Linked DNA regions of Sus scrofa: region 2 is linked to region 1. A link is a contact called in public HiChIP or PLAC-seq data. All regions are on one chromosome and are shown on one strand. The core of a region is the stretch at or near the end of the contact, and the rest is flanking DNA. Distances in the headings are between cores, read along the strand shown. Region 1 has its middle 21 kb from the start of EDARADD. Region 2 has its middle 13 kb from the start of GPR137B.

Region 1 (2,825 bases), core at 100-2,599:
AGCTGGCCTGAGGTCACACAGTTCTTTTCAGCAGAGCTGAAACAGCCCAGATATGTGGTAGGTGAGTGGTAACAGCCTTGGGCTCTGAAGTCAAACTGTCTTAGTTTAAGGCTCAACATTAATATTTAGTAACAGAGTTGGGGGCCAGTATAATGGATCACACCCAACTTATAAACTTACAGTGAAGGGTCCTGTGATAATCCAAAAGAAAGGCCAGCCATGTGGTATGTGAGCTTTCTGTAAATTCACTACCCTTAATGCCATTAATACTGAACAGCTTCTCTGTGTGCTGCTACCACACAACCTTCCAGGTCTTTCACCAATGTCTTAAAGGGTACCAGACTAGCCACTCCCTCGTATGCCTACTTGGCACTCAATTTTGAGCTACCCCCAGAGACAGCGCTTATCATCTGAGACTCTTTACATTAAAAGACAACCTTTATAGATCACACATCTCCCCCACACACAACTTCCTCTTACTTGCCTCAACTCTCCCAGAAGTCCCAAACTTTTTCCTTTGCTTAGTCTAAGATGGTATACAAGCCTCAGTCACTTGTCTGCCATCCTTTCATTTTCATTATGAAATTCCCATGCATTTTCATGCCTTATGTCAGTTTAATTTTCAAGGCCCCCAGCTGGAGAACCTAGTTGGGCAGAAAGAAGTGGTTTTTTCCTCCTCCACAGTCTGATTTAAATCAACTATTTATTGGGCTGACACAGGAGAAACTTCTGGGCTCTTTCTTAATCCAGCAGCCAACATCAGTAGAATATTGTCACTTGGGATTGGAGCATTTTACCACAACCTAAATTTGAACAGGGTCCATTCAGGGATTATATCTAAAGGAAGACTGAATAAAGCTGGGCATCTTCCATCCATGTTCACAGGTTGCTTCCATGCTCACAGGTTGTGGCTTCACGGGGCAGAAGTGTGAACAAGGCATCTTTAGGGAGGGAGGTCTCGGTCCTAGTGTCTGCAAACGTGGACCGTGCTGGGTGTCAGGTTTCTGAAAGCAGCCTCTGTTCACAGATCAAAAAAAGGAAAGCTCTGTTTTCGCAAAGTTCAGGCCAAATCCTGGGCCCTCAGGGCTGTGCAAGTTCGGAGCAGAATAAATGCAGTATTTAGAGCCTCTAAGCAAGGAGCGAGAGCCCTTCTGCGGCGTCAGGCGGGATCGGAAGGCGCCCCGGATACCCCGCCTCACTGGCCGAGGTGGAGCAGGAAGCCGGGGGAGACCCAAAGTCCCCTCACTTAGGCGCAGCCCCCAGTTTTTTCTCAGCCGACCCTCCCGCCTTCTCCCGCGAGGCCGCTCAGCCCTACAGCTCCCACAAGGCCGGCCGCTGAGGGCGTAGCTCTACAACTCAAAGGGGCGTGGTCGGTCGAAGGGGCGTGGCCGCGATACCAAGAAGTGAAAACTATGCTTCTCTCTCCCTACCCGGCTTCCCAATACTCGGGAGACTTCTCGAGGGACTGGTCCTCTGACCTCTAGAGTCACTCATCGTCCAGGAGCGTCGCCTGAGACTGGCACTCAGCGTGTGTCAAAGAGTAGGTTGGGGAGGTGCAGGGTGGGGACCAGGTTGCATTAAAGCTGCTGGGGGTTCTGGACTTCCTAGGGAGCCTGTCTGAGGCTCAGAATATTACTTGCGCTAGTTAGGGGAAGCCCTGGGGGAAAGCCGGGGCCCAGACCTCCACTGTGAGCCACAAACCAACAAAACTGGGGAAAAGCCCAACCTTTGAGATGCTTAGGTTATGAAGATGAGCAGGAAAGATGATAGCCAAATGGATGGGATGTCTGTGGACCAGTGCTAAAACTTTTAGATCTGTCCTTCAGAATTCTTTACGTGTCACTCAAAGCTTTTGTCTCTTTTTTTTTTTTTTTTTTTTTTTTTTGCCTTTTGTCTTTTTGTCTTTTGCTGTTGTTGTTGTTGTTGTTGCTATTTCTTGGGCCGCTCCCGCGGCATATGGAGGTTTCCAGGCTAGGGGTCGAATCGGAGCTGTAGCCACCGGCCTACGCCAGAGCCACAGCAACTCGGGATCCGAGCCGCGTCTGCAACCTACACCACAGCTCACGGCAACGCCGGATCCTTAACCCACTGAGCAAGGGCAGGGACCGAACCCGCAACCTCATGGTTCCTAGTCGGATTCGTTAACCACTGCGCCACGACGGGAACTCCAGCTTTTGTCTCTTTATGCCTTGTATTGTGTCCTGGGAGAGCTCCTGGTCTTAGTTTCCAGCTCTCTGGTTTGGTTTTTAGCAGTGCCCATTCTGCTACTGAGCCCACATCTTGAAAAGTTTTATTTCAGTGGCTGTTTGTATCTCCAAGATCACTGGTTAATTCCTTTTTTTTTTTTTTTTTTCTTTTTGGCCATGCCTCACAGCACATGGAAGTTCCCAGCCCATGGTTGTAATCTTGCCACAGCACAGATAAGGCCAGATCCTTCACCCATTAGGCCACCAGAGACCTCCATATGGTTAATTCTTTTCATAACTGCCTGCTCTCATTTCATGATATAATATTCATCCTCATTCCTATGATTATTTTAATTAAGCTGACTTTAATGTCCTGATTACTTAAAAAAAATTTTCCTCAGGTGTAAATTCTCTCTTTAAAAAAAAAAGAAAGAGAAAAGGTACATTAAAGTTGTTCTTCTTTTATGTTTTGATTTTCTTAAAATGTTTGTGGTTGGTGGTTTATGAGTTATTCATTGTTTGGTAATTGAGATTCCCTGATTTGTACTCTCTTTGCAGGGGAAGAAAAGGAAAGAAAAGAAAAAAGAAAAGAGGAAGGAAAAGAAGAGAGCACGGCAGGGTTTATTTATTTATTTTTTT
Region 2 (2,935 bases), core at 259-2,758, 180 kb after region 1:
AGGCCTGCAGCTGCAGCTCCAATTCAACCCCTAACCTCGGAACTTCCACACACCAAGGGTGCAGCTCTAAAAGGGAAAATAAACAAACAAATAAATAAATAAAAATATGGAGTTCCCATCGTGGCTCAGTGGTTAACAAATCCTACTAGGAACCATGAGGTTGTGGGTTCCATCACTGGCCTCCCTCAGTGGCTTAAGGATCCAGCGTTGCTGTGGCTCTGGTGTAGGCCATTGGCTACAGCTCTGATTAGGCCCCTAACCTGGGAACCTCCACATCCTGCAGCCCTAAAAAGACAATGAATAAATAAATAAACAAACAAACTGGATTATCTCCCAAAGGCCCCACCACCAAGTACTAGCACACACACTGAGGGGTAGGACCTCCACTTTGAATTTGGGGGGACACTATTCAGTTCATTGTAGCACCAATAAAAGGAAGGAAGGGGAAAGCCCAGGAAAGGGGCTCAGGTGAGCTGGGGAGAAGGAAAGTCATAGGTGCTGAGATGCAGCTTGAGGGAGCCTGTGGGTAGGTGAACATCTATTCCCCTTTGCCCACAACAAGAGCACAAAGCCACACCGTGGCCACAGCAGCCTTGGCCTGACCAACAAGTGCTGACTCAGCAAGTCTGGGCCTCAGGAGCACTGCCAGCCTTCTGCTTTGCAAGCTCGACAATCAAGCTGTGATGCCCATGGCAGGGCAGTCAGAGCCCCCCAACCCGCTCAGGGCATGCAGCCTGAACCCTCTCCCAGCAGCGAGCTGGAGACATGGGGCCCCAGAGCAGGAGGCAGGTCACTGCATGCCCGGTGCTCAGCTGCTGGGGCAAGGGATGGGTCGGTCTGGGCTCCATCTGGGGTGGATAAGGGCTGTGCCTCATTGATTTAGTTTTTTGGGGTTTTTTTGTTTGTTTTTGCCTTTTTAGGGCTGCACCTGTGGCATATGGAAGTTCCCAGGCTAAGGGTCAAATCAGAGCTGCAGCTGCCAGCCTACACTACATTCATAGCAATGCCAGATCCGAGCCACATCTGAGACTTACACCGCAGCTCACAGCAACAGCAGATCCTTAACCCACTAAGATCAGGGGTCAAACCTGAGTCCTCATGGATGCTATTCGGGTTTGTTTCTACTGAGCCACAATGGGAACTCCTGTGTCTCACTGATTTAGATATAGCCTTGCGGATAGGGATGGCTCTTCCTGTCCACACTAAGTGATCACCCTCCTAGGGCTAGTGTGAACCCAAAATAAAATAATGCACAGGAGCTCTTAGCCCTGGATCTGGAAGAGCCCAGCCATTGGGAGTGGCAATAGGCGCCCATGCTGACGATTCCCCAATGGGTATAGTGGCCTGGGAGCTGTCTTCATATCAGTGGTGAAGGGGTTGTGCTAGCCTGTCCATCTCCTCTTATCTGGTTCCCTGTTACAACAAACGTGACTCAGCTGCAGGTGGCCCTGACATGAGCAGACACTTGGGAGCTGTGTCATTCCCCAGCTCCGGGACTGAGGGTCACGAGGTTAAAACGGAAGGAGAAGTGAATGTATCGACTTAGGGAGGCTCAAGAGACCAGCAGAAACTAGGAGTGTGAACAGCAGGAGAAAAGCTTGGCCAACAGCTAAATGGAGAGCACAGCTATTACAGGGTGTGTTGGCCATGAGCACAGACAGCAGGCAGGTTAAGGATCATCCCCAGGAGGTCAGAACATGAGGCGGTGGGGGTGGGGAGGGCCAAGGATGGAAATAGACTGAAGGAAAACCAGACAAGCAAACCAACAACCACAATCATTTTAAAGATGTTTGAATAAAACACTTTCATGCCTAGTATTTCATTCATTCCTAAGCCCATCCCCCATTAACAGATAACATTGTTCTAATGAGTGATGCAAGGTTCAGAGAGGCTAGGGGCCTTCCCTAAAGGTGCACAGCACACCTAGGGCAGAGCCAGCCGGGGAAGTCCCATATTTAGCCCTGAGCCACACGCATTGCTGCCCAGAGATCACGGGGATGACCCACCCCCACTGGCTCAGGGTGAGACCACGACAGCCCATTCCATGGGCTCTGTGGCCCCAGCGGTGGCCTTTGGAGCTGGTGGCTTTATGACCCATCACGTCCGCCTGTCCTTTGATGTGCAGCCAGGCACTGCCCTCTGGTCAGCTCAGTGAGGGTGGCAAGCCCAGGGCACCAGCTCTGTTCCACTTCGATAAAGCTGCTTCAGTGACCGCCCTGCAGAGGGGTTTAACCACAGTGCTGTTCTGGATTCGGTCTGGGTCGGGATCCCACGTGATGCTGCAATAGAGGCTGTGAGGATATCTCGATGCTGCCACCTGTGAACATGACCGAACTCAACTCAGGGAGTGAGGGACAGACCACGGATGTCCCCAGAGATGCTGATGCAACATGACAGAGACCTGGGTCTCGAGGAGCCCCAGACATGGGGACATCTGACAGGGGGAGCCCAGGCAGAGGGAGGCGCAACCTCTGGTAGAGAATCTGAGCTGTGTCACTGGCGGGGAGGCTTGGGGACAGTGGTGGCTCTGGTGGGAGACTGTCTGGGGCCCCCAGGGGTGAGAGAGGTCCTGGGCCTCTGGAACACACCCCAAACCATGGGGGCCGCAGGGAGAGAGAGCCAGCAGCCATGGACCAGGTACCACTGAGTGAAGATCTTACTCTTTAGAGACTATTTGTCAGGATCCTCTGAGCTGCAAATGTTGGAACCATCTCCATTACCTTAAGCACAACAAGGTGAGCGGAGGAGTCGTCCAAGCCCTGGGCTGGCAGAGGTGGGGCCGGCACAGAGGGACGGGGCGGGGCGGGGGGTGGGGGGAAGGTGAGACTCCAGACAGGCATCTTCTCCATCTCCTCAGGGTCAGCCTCTCAGGCAGGGCCGTGGCTGCTGCAGCTCAGCAGACACACCTTCAAGGAGCAGGCCAGGAGGGCGTGTC

What was found. HiChIP or PLAC-seq counts read pairs in DNA pulled down with a chosen protein or histone mark.
Region 2: an H3K27ac HiChIP or PLAC-seq map of alveolar macrophages shows a contact between it and region 1. The contact joins two enhancer-like sites. A contact is called at or near these places in 1 of 5 promoter capture datasets (fetal liver), 15 of 47 Hi-C or Micro-C datasets (blood, embryonic fibroblasts, epiblast stem cells and 8 more) and 2 of 2 datasets of contacts at active chromatin or transcription factors (alveolar macrophages and skeletal muscle).

What each region holds. Positions count from the first base shown.
Region 1 is chr14:55,010,397-55,013,221 of Sscrofa11.1, forward strand. No RefSeq gene overlaps it. Among named protein-coding and RNA genes, the nearest start is that of EDARADD, 21 kb to the left of the region's middle. Within about 2 kb of position 1,350, at least 33 of the 83 cell types and tissues checked have an H3K27ac peak or open chromatin away from gene starts, as enhancers often do. A contact at or near this core is called in alveolar macrophages and retroperitoneal adipose tissue, where this site is marked.
Region 2 is chr14:55,193,208-55,196,142 of Sscrofa11.1, forward strand. No RefSeq gene overlaps it. Among named protein-coding and RNA genes, the nearest start is that of GPR137B, 13 kb to the left of the region's middle. Within about 2 kb of position 1,509, at least 7 of the 83 cell types and tissues checked have an H3K27ac peak or open chromatin away from gene starts, as enhancers often do. A contact at or near this core is called in alveolar macrophages and retroperitoneal adipose tissue, where this site is marked.